Regions from separate parts of the Mus musculus genome. Here region 2 is linked to region 1. The links are chromatin contacts, called in public promoter capture Hi-C maps. All regions are on one chromosome and are shown on one strand. Each heading gives the region's core, a stretch centred on a gene start, on an enhancer-like site or on the middle of the called end of the contact. The rest is flanking DNA. Distances are from core to core; before and after follow the strand shown. Region 1 holds the start of Chsy1 (chondroitin sulfate synthase 1). Region 2 holds the start of 1700112J16Rik (RIKEN cDNA 1700112J16 gene).

Region 1 (3,187 bases), core at 312-2,811:
AATATTTCTGTTGTTTGATTTATTAATCATGAAAAGGAGCTACAAGAATAGGCTGCCCATCCACCCACCCCACCCCACCCCACCCCACTCGAAGCACTCTTGTTTTGTTGTTGTTTTAATATTTATTTATTTTATGCACGAGTACACTGTCGCTGTCTTCAGATACACCAGAAGAGGGCATCGGATCCCATTGCAAATGGTCGTTAGCCCCCATGTGGTTGCTGGGAATTGAACCTCTGGAAGTCAGTGCTCTTAACCGCTGAGCCATCTCTCCAGCCCCATTTTCTATCTTTTTGTTTGTTTCTTTGATTGATTAAATGAGAACTTCTTAGGCTCTGGGACCGTAGTTCAGAGGATAGAGTACTGGCCCAGTGTATCAGAGGTCCAGTGGCTGATCCCTGGCACCAGGGCTGGTAGCACACAGGCCTGGAATTCAGGTGACTCCAGTTCCATAAGCAAGAGGATCTGGAGTTCAAAACGATCTGCAGCTTCAGCTAGCACCTGGGCTCTATTAGAGCAGGTCCAAGTGGCTACTTTGCGATTATAATCCTAACACATTGGTGACTAAGAAATAAAATTGGTATTTACAAACATTTGTCATGTGGGCACCCAAGTTGAAGGGCTTTCGTTTTTAACAAAACGTATAAAAGTTAAGACAGAGCAAATATAGGGAAACTGGTATCCAACTTAAAAATCCATTCAGCGAGCCTAACTTACTTGGAGACCTCCAGAATAGTAAGAGATCCTGTTTCAAAAAACTAGGTGTATGGCTCCCGAGAACCCATCCCCCACACCACGTACACAATCCATATCCGTTTTATAAATCTACTCTTAAAAATACTGACAGACTTAGGTGAGGGGGGTACTAACCAGCTCTCTGCTCACTGGGACTAAATACAGGTATTTATCATCTAGTGGTAACTCACCCACCCATCTCTTCAATATCCATTTAAAAAACTAATATGCCGGGCTTGGTGCCGCTCGCCTTTAAGCCCAGCGCTCGAGAGGCAGAGACAGATCTCAGATTCTCTGAGTTCGAGGGCAGCCCTAGCTACTTAGCGAATTCACGTTTCGCTCCCCAGCCCGCAAATCCCCTAGCGTTCCTAGGTGAACTGTGGCCGTGTGTGGCTCCAGCCCCGCCTGCAGCGTACAAAGCTGCAGTGTGGACCCCGCTGTCCTGGCCACCGAGTCGGGAGGTCGGCCCGGGGAGGGAAGGGCGTGGCGGCTCTCGGGGCATCTGGGGAGCCGGTCAACTCAGTCCACGTGCGGTGCCGGACCGCCGGCTCCCAATGCTGGCGACGGGGGCGTGGCCGCGGGTACCGGGCAGTGGGGGTTGGAGGGACGCCCGCCCCGCTGTCGTCGATGCTATCCCACGCCCCTCCTGCCTGGCCGCAGACTGCGGGGCGGGTGCTTTTTTTTTTTTTTTTTTGGTTAAACTTTGGCCACGTGAACTGCCCCCCATTCACTTTTGCGCCAATCACGAGGCGCGGACGGATCCCGAGAGGGGCCACGGCACGCCGCCGGCGGGCCGCTTCTTAACGCGCGGTGCGTGACGTGAGGGGCTCCTTTGCAATGGCGCGCTAAGCCGGAGGATGTGCAGCTGCAGAGGCGGCGCAGGGCACCGAGAGGGCGGGCGCAGCGCGAGCCGAGCCGAGCCAGCCGGGGGACGCGAGCCGCGGGAGCCGCTGTCGCCTCGCGCCGGAGTCGCCGGCCGCGCGCGCGGGGCATGGTCCCCTCTTAAAGGCGCAGGCCGCGGCGGTGCGGGCGGGCGCGCGGAACAAAGCGCCGGCGCGGGGCCTGCGGGCGGCTCGGGAGCCGCGATGGGCGCGGCGGGCCCGCGGCGGCCGCGGCGCTGCCCGGGCCGGGCCTGGCGGCGCTAGGGCGGGCTGGCCTCCGCGGGCGGGGGCGGTGGGCTGAGGGCGCGCGGAGCCTGCGGCGGGGACAGCGGGACAGCGGCCCGGCGGGCGGAGGGGCGCGGGCATGGCCGCGCGCGGCCGGCGCGCCTGGCTCAGCATGCTGCTCGGGCTCGTGCTGGGCTTCGTGCTGGCCTCGCGGCTCGTCCTGCCCCGCGCCTCGGAGCTGAAGCGAGTGGGCCCGCGGCGGCGCCCCAGTCCCGAGGGATGCCGGCCAGGGCAGGAGGCGTCGCAGCCCGGCGGGGCGCGCGGCGATGCGCGCGGGGCGCAGCTCTGGCCGCAGGGCTCGGCCGCGGAGGGCGTCCCGCGCGACAGGAACTTTCTCTTCGTGGGAGTCATGACAGCCCAGAAATACCTGCAGACCCGCGCCGTGGCCGCCTACAGGTGAGCCCCCCTTTCGTGGATGCCATCGCCTGCATCCGGCATCCTGGCTGGCGGGCGGGCGGCGTTACGGGTTCCCCGGAGGCTTCTCTGGTAGCTGCCAGCGGCTCAGCGCAAAGGCAGCAGGGCTTAGGATGGTGAGCATCTCTCAAGGGCAAGGCTTTGGGATTGAGTACGCTGGCCTCAGTGTGTGTGCCTCTCAACCTCATCTCCAGGGAGACACGTAAGCTTTCTGTGTTCAAGACTTCTTTGTTAAAAGGAACGAGTCTCCCCCATAAGGTGGTGGCGAAATTCAATGTTGTACCTGCGATAGTGGAGGCAGAGTTATAATTTGAGTCTCTAAAATAGGCACTTTGTCATTTCGAAGGGAGAGCCCGCTTAAATTAACCTGGCTAGGGCTCCTCCGTACTGTACTTTAAGATTCTCACTTTTGGTGAGCGTTTCCACTCTGCCTTTGAGCAACACTCTGGTTTGTTAAGTAGAGAAAAAGAACCTTGAGGAAAAACAGTTTGTGTGATCGATTTAGTCATTGTAAGACTGCAGCCTGGTGTTCCCCAGCGCAGCCACCAAGGCGTATGCGTGGTAGGAAGTAACTGGGCCCTAGTAGGCTAAAGGAGTCAGTAGAAGTGGCAGCGATCATGTTCAGGATTAACAAAGGGATTAGCCAAAGCTGCCTTTAGAAAAGGAGATGGTTTTAGAGTGGAGGGCATGGTTAGAACTGTATTTGCATTGAAGTGAATCTGAAATACAAGAGGGGTAGACCCAGGTGAAGGAAGGGACTCGTGGAAACTTTTGTGTGTGTGAAGTACAAAAACCTTTACTGTACGGGTGAAGTCTGGCGTTCTTCCAGGCAGAGACTCAGTGGCAGGAATGGTTTCAGAGCACGGATGTTC
Region 2 (3,187 bases), core at 350-2,849, 1.1 Mb after region 1:
CAGGCTCCATCAGTTTCAGCTGCTTTGACAAAGTGCCTCAGACTCATTCCCACAGTTCCATAAAAGGAAAACCAAGTCAAGGTGGAGGCGTGGTGTAGGTCTGGGGGGGCTGGGGCTGCCATCTAGGCACACACCTCACACTGCTGTCTTCACACTTGAGTATTCTCCTCTATAGACTGGGATCTGATATAATCCCTGCTAGTCTGAAGACCAAATGTTGCTGGGATGATCCCTGGTGAGTGTTCAGCACACACAGCTCATGAGGTAAGAGGGGAAAGCTGGCTACAATGAGAAGCATAAACATTCATTTTCCACGAAAGGAATTCATATTCAGGCTTGCCATAGACTGACTTGTGTCCCCTTTCCTTCCTGTTGAAACCCTACCCTCTGAAGTGAGCTTTTAAGGTGGAGCCTTAAAGAGGGGACTGGGTCAGTGCCCTTGTGAAGGGCTTGGCTTAGACTCTTTAAAAGAAATAAAAAATTAAAAGACAAAACTTTCGACATTCCATGGCAGTTCTGCTTAGCCCTGGAGTTCAGAGCCATATTCAGAAAGCTAAATAGTTGGCCCCTGCTACCTTGCATCCTCTATCCCAGGAGAAGGCTGGACTTGGGAGGGGACAACATGTTTGACAAGGGTTGAAGGATATCCGAGTGGATACCTCTGGTGATGGGGTGGGTCTCCACTAACTTGGGATCAGATCAGTGGACCTGTTCATGTGGCTGGGCACCTGGCCCACTCTGATAGGTGGGACATAGCGTTCATACTTCTCAGGCAGCCTCATCCAAGCCTGTAAACTGTCACAAACCACAAATACCTCAGTGGGAAACACATGTGCTGGGTATATTAGCGAGGCTCACCTCCTGGGTTGGGGGGCAAAGTAAACAAATGTTTAAACAGATGTTTAAAGCCAGAAAGAAGAGTCCTGTGGCTAGCAGAGAGGGCCATGACCTGGTGCTTTCCTGGCCTTAGACATTTAGAGTAAGACTTTTAGTTTTATTCTAAATCATAGGAAGAATTTCTGGGCTCTTGTTTCAATGTTGATTCCCAGACAGGCTTAGCACCTTGGTTCAGCGGCCAGCCATCTGCATTCTTTGGTGTAATGCCTGCCCACGACACTTAGTTTCTTCCTTATTCATTGGATGAGTCTTACTCCATTAAGGATTTTAATCTTGGTTACAAAACAATGCCACAGGTTCTCCGCCCTTTTCCAAATAGCAGGGACGCTCTGGCTGGCCAGATGATACATATTCTCCTTTATCCAATTCTGGTCTGTGTTGTCAGGGCAACATTTCACATCCCTGGACTTCTGTTTATCTCTGGGCAGGGGCTGGCAACCATTCGGCCCCTCAAAGGATACTGGGTCGAAGATTCAGGTTGAGGCTACCTGGGTCAGGCCTCTCGAGTGGCGCACCGCCGTACTGGGTACGCTCCTGGCCACGGATCAGGACGCACATGGGTCAAAGGTCTCTCCTGCCGGGAAGAAGACCGAGGCTTAGCAGAAAGCTGTGGCCACCGAGGAGGCCAAGATACCTGGCTCAGAAGGGGAAACCGGGAACAGCTGGGATAAATGACATAGGAGCACAAGTCCAGGGTCCACGCTGGAGCCCCGCCCATCAGGGCCCGCCCTCATTCTGACCTCTCAGCACCTCCCGGCTCTGCCAGGGCCCGCCCTCCTCTGAAGTCATTGGTTGGCTCTTAGTCCCCGCCCCCGGAAGACCTGCTTTTTGCAGCCAATCGGCGGGCGCGGTGGCGGTGAAGCCTGGGAGCGAGGTACCCGAACCTGGAGCAGGGTCTGCTGGGTTGACTTGGGGGGCCAGGGCTTCTGGCCCTGTCACTGTGGGCTCAGTGGAGGGCTGCCAATCCAGGGCCAGTGCCTGTGTCCACAGAGGGCTGGTGCCGGCTTGCGGGAGTGGCAGGATGTGTATTCTTTGGAAAGTTGGGGCCGGGCCTGTTTAGGCCCAGGGGCGGGGACGTCTGAAATTTGTTTTGTCTCCTGCTTAATGACAGCCCACCTGTCATTGGAGGGAAACTGAGGCCTCTTTTGGCCGCCCCGGGTGCCAGGGGCTCAGAATTTGAGACCAGAGGGAGATACCTGAGGTTGGCTGTTCCCTTAAAGGGCCATGCAGAAGGGACCGCCAGGAATGCCTGGAGTCTCATTCCAGCCATTTGGAAGGGAAAGGTTGGTTGTGGCTCTGGCGTTTGACTCCAGGTGGCAATAAGGGGACCGTGGGGGTGAAATGAGTCCAGAATGACTGTGAGAAACGGACAAATTGAAATTTGATAGGTTTTTCCATTGCTCATCAATTAGGTCACGTCAGCCAGGGTCAAAATAAGAGAACTATGGTTGTTCCCAGCTTCTGTCCTTTCCCCTGAAGACACCTTGGGATGCCTAATGAGGTTTTTGTCCAAAGATTCTAAGTGTAAGATTCTCAGTGTCAGAGAGCTGAGAACAGTTGTCACCTCACACAGTGCTGAGACACAGTGGTTTCTTCTGTGGGCTAGGGGAAGCACAGCTGGGGGTGGGGAAGAAGGGTGGGGAATCTTTTTTGCACACAGTAAGCACTTAGGGAAAGTATGATCTTATTCTGTGTCAGTATCAGGTGGACAGGTGTGAGGATGTCCTTCTGTCCTGATGCTGTTTGTTTGATATTGGCAATATTAGGAAGTTACTAACGAGACAGTCCTCTTTAGGAAGCCAGAGGAAAATGAATAGCATTTGTGTGGAATTAACTCCAGGTCTGATTTTCAGTTAAGAGAAAATGAGGCAGAAGGAAGTGTTAGCCAAGAGCTTCCAAGGTCCAGCTGCTGTCTGCAGGACTCCAAACAGCCACGTTTACATGTTCAACAATGGCAGCGGGGACTCTGGGGACTCCTCTGAGGAAGAGTCACATCAGGTGGTGTTACGACCCCGGGGCAAGGAGCACCAGAAGAACAGCAGCCAACGGCCAGGAGCAGGCACCATGGTTCTGCTGCAGCGGGAGCTGGCTCAGGAAGACAGCCTCAACAAGCTGGCTCTCCAGTATGGCTGCAAAGTAAGCTGACCTCAGTCCCTCTGCCCTCCAGGGTTGAGAGAGGCACGGGGGGGGGGGAGGGGGTCCACTATAGGCGGGGGTCACTATAGGACCTTCCTGACCCCCATAGGCGACTAGAGTCCTCCCTAGCCAGGGCTGGAAGCTGGTGGAGGTA

The links. Capture Hi-C pulls out chosen DNA fragments and counts their contacts.
Region 2: a contact with region 1 is called in a promoter capture Hi-C map of liver, with 4 times the contacts expected there. The contact joins the promoter of 1700112J16Rik here to the promoter of Chsy1 in region 1. A contact is called at or near these places in 9 of 39 promoter capture datasets (the 3T3-L1 cell line, 3T3-L1-derived adipocytes, the HPC-7 cell line and 6 more), 5 of 484 Hi-C or Micro-C datasets (B cells, the Ba/F3 cell line, the HPC-7 cell line and 2 more), 1 of 115 datasets of contacts at active chromatin or transcription factors (extraembryonic endoderm stem cells) and 1 of 9 other capture datasets (liver).

What each region holds. Positions count from the first base shown.
Region 1 is chr7:66,107,931-66,111,117 of GRCm38.p6, forward strand. Chsy1 (chondroitin sulfate synthase 1) reads left to right here and starts at 1,562. Exons shown (of 3, transcript NM_001081163.2): 1 at 1,562-2,297. The coding sequence starts at 1,981.
Region 2 is chr7:67,220,859-67,224,045 of GRCm38.p6, forward strand. 1700112J16Rik (RIKEN cDNA 1700112J16 gene) reads right to left here and starts at 1,600. Exons shown (of 3, transcript NR_131044.1): 1 at 1,386-1,600. Lysmd4 (LysM, putative peptidoglycan-binding, domain containing 4) reads left to right here and starts at 1,686. Exons shown (of 3, transcript NM_175215.4): 1 at 1,686-1,771; 2 at 2,751-3,033. The coding sequence starts at 2,761.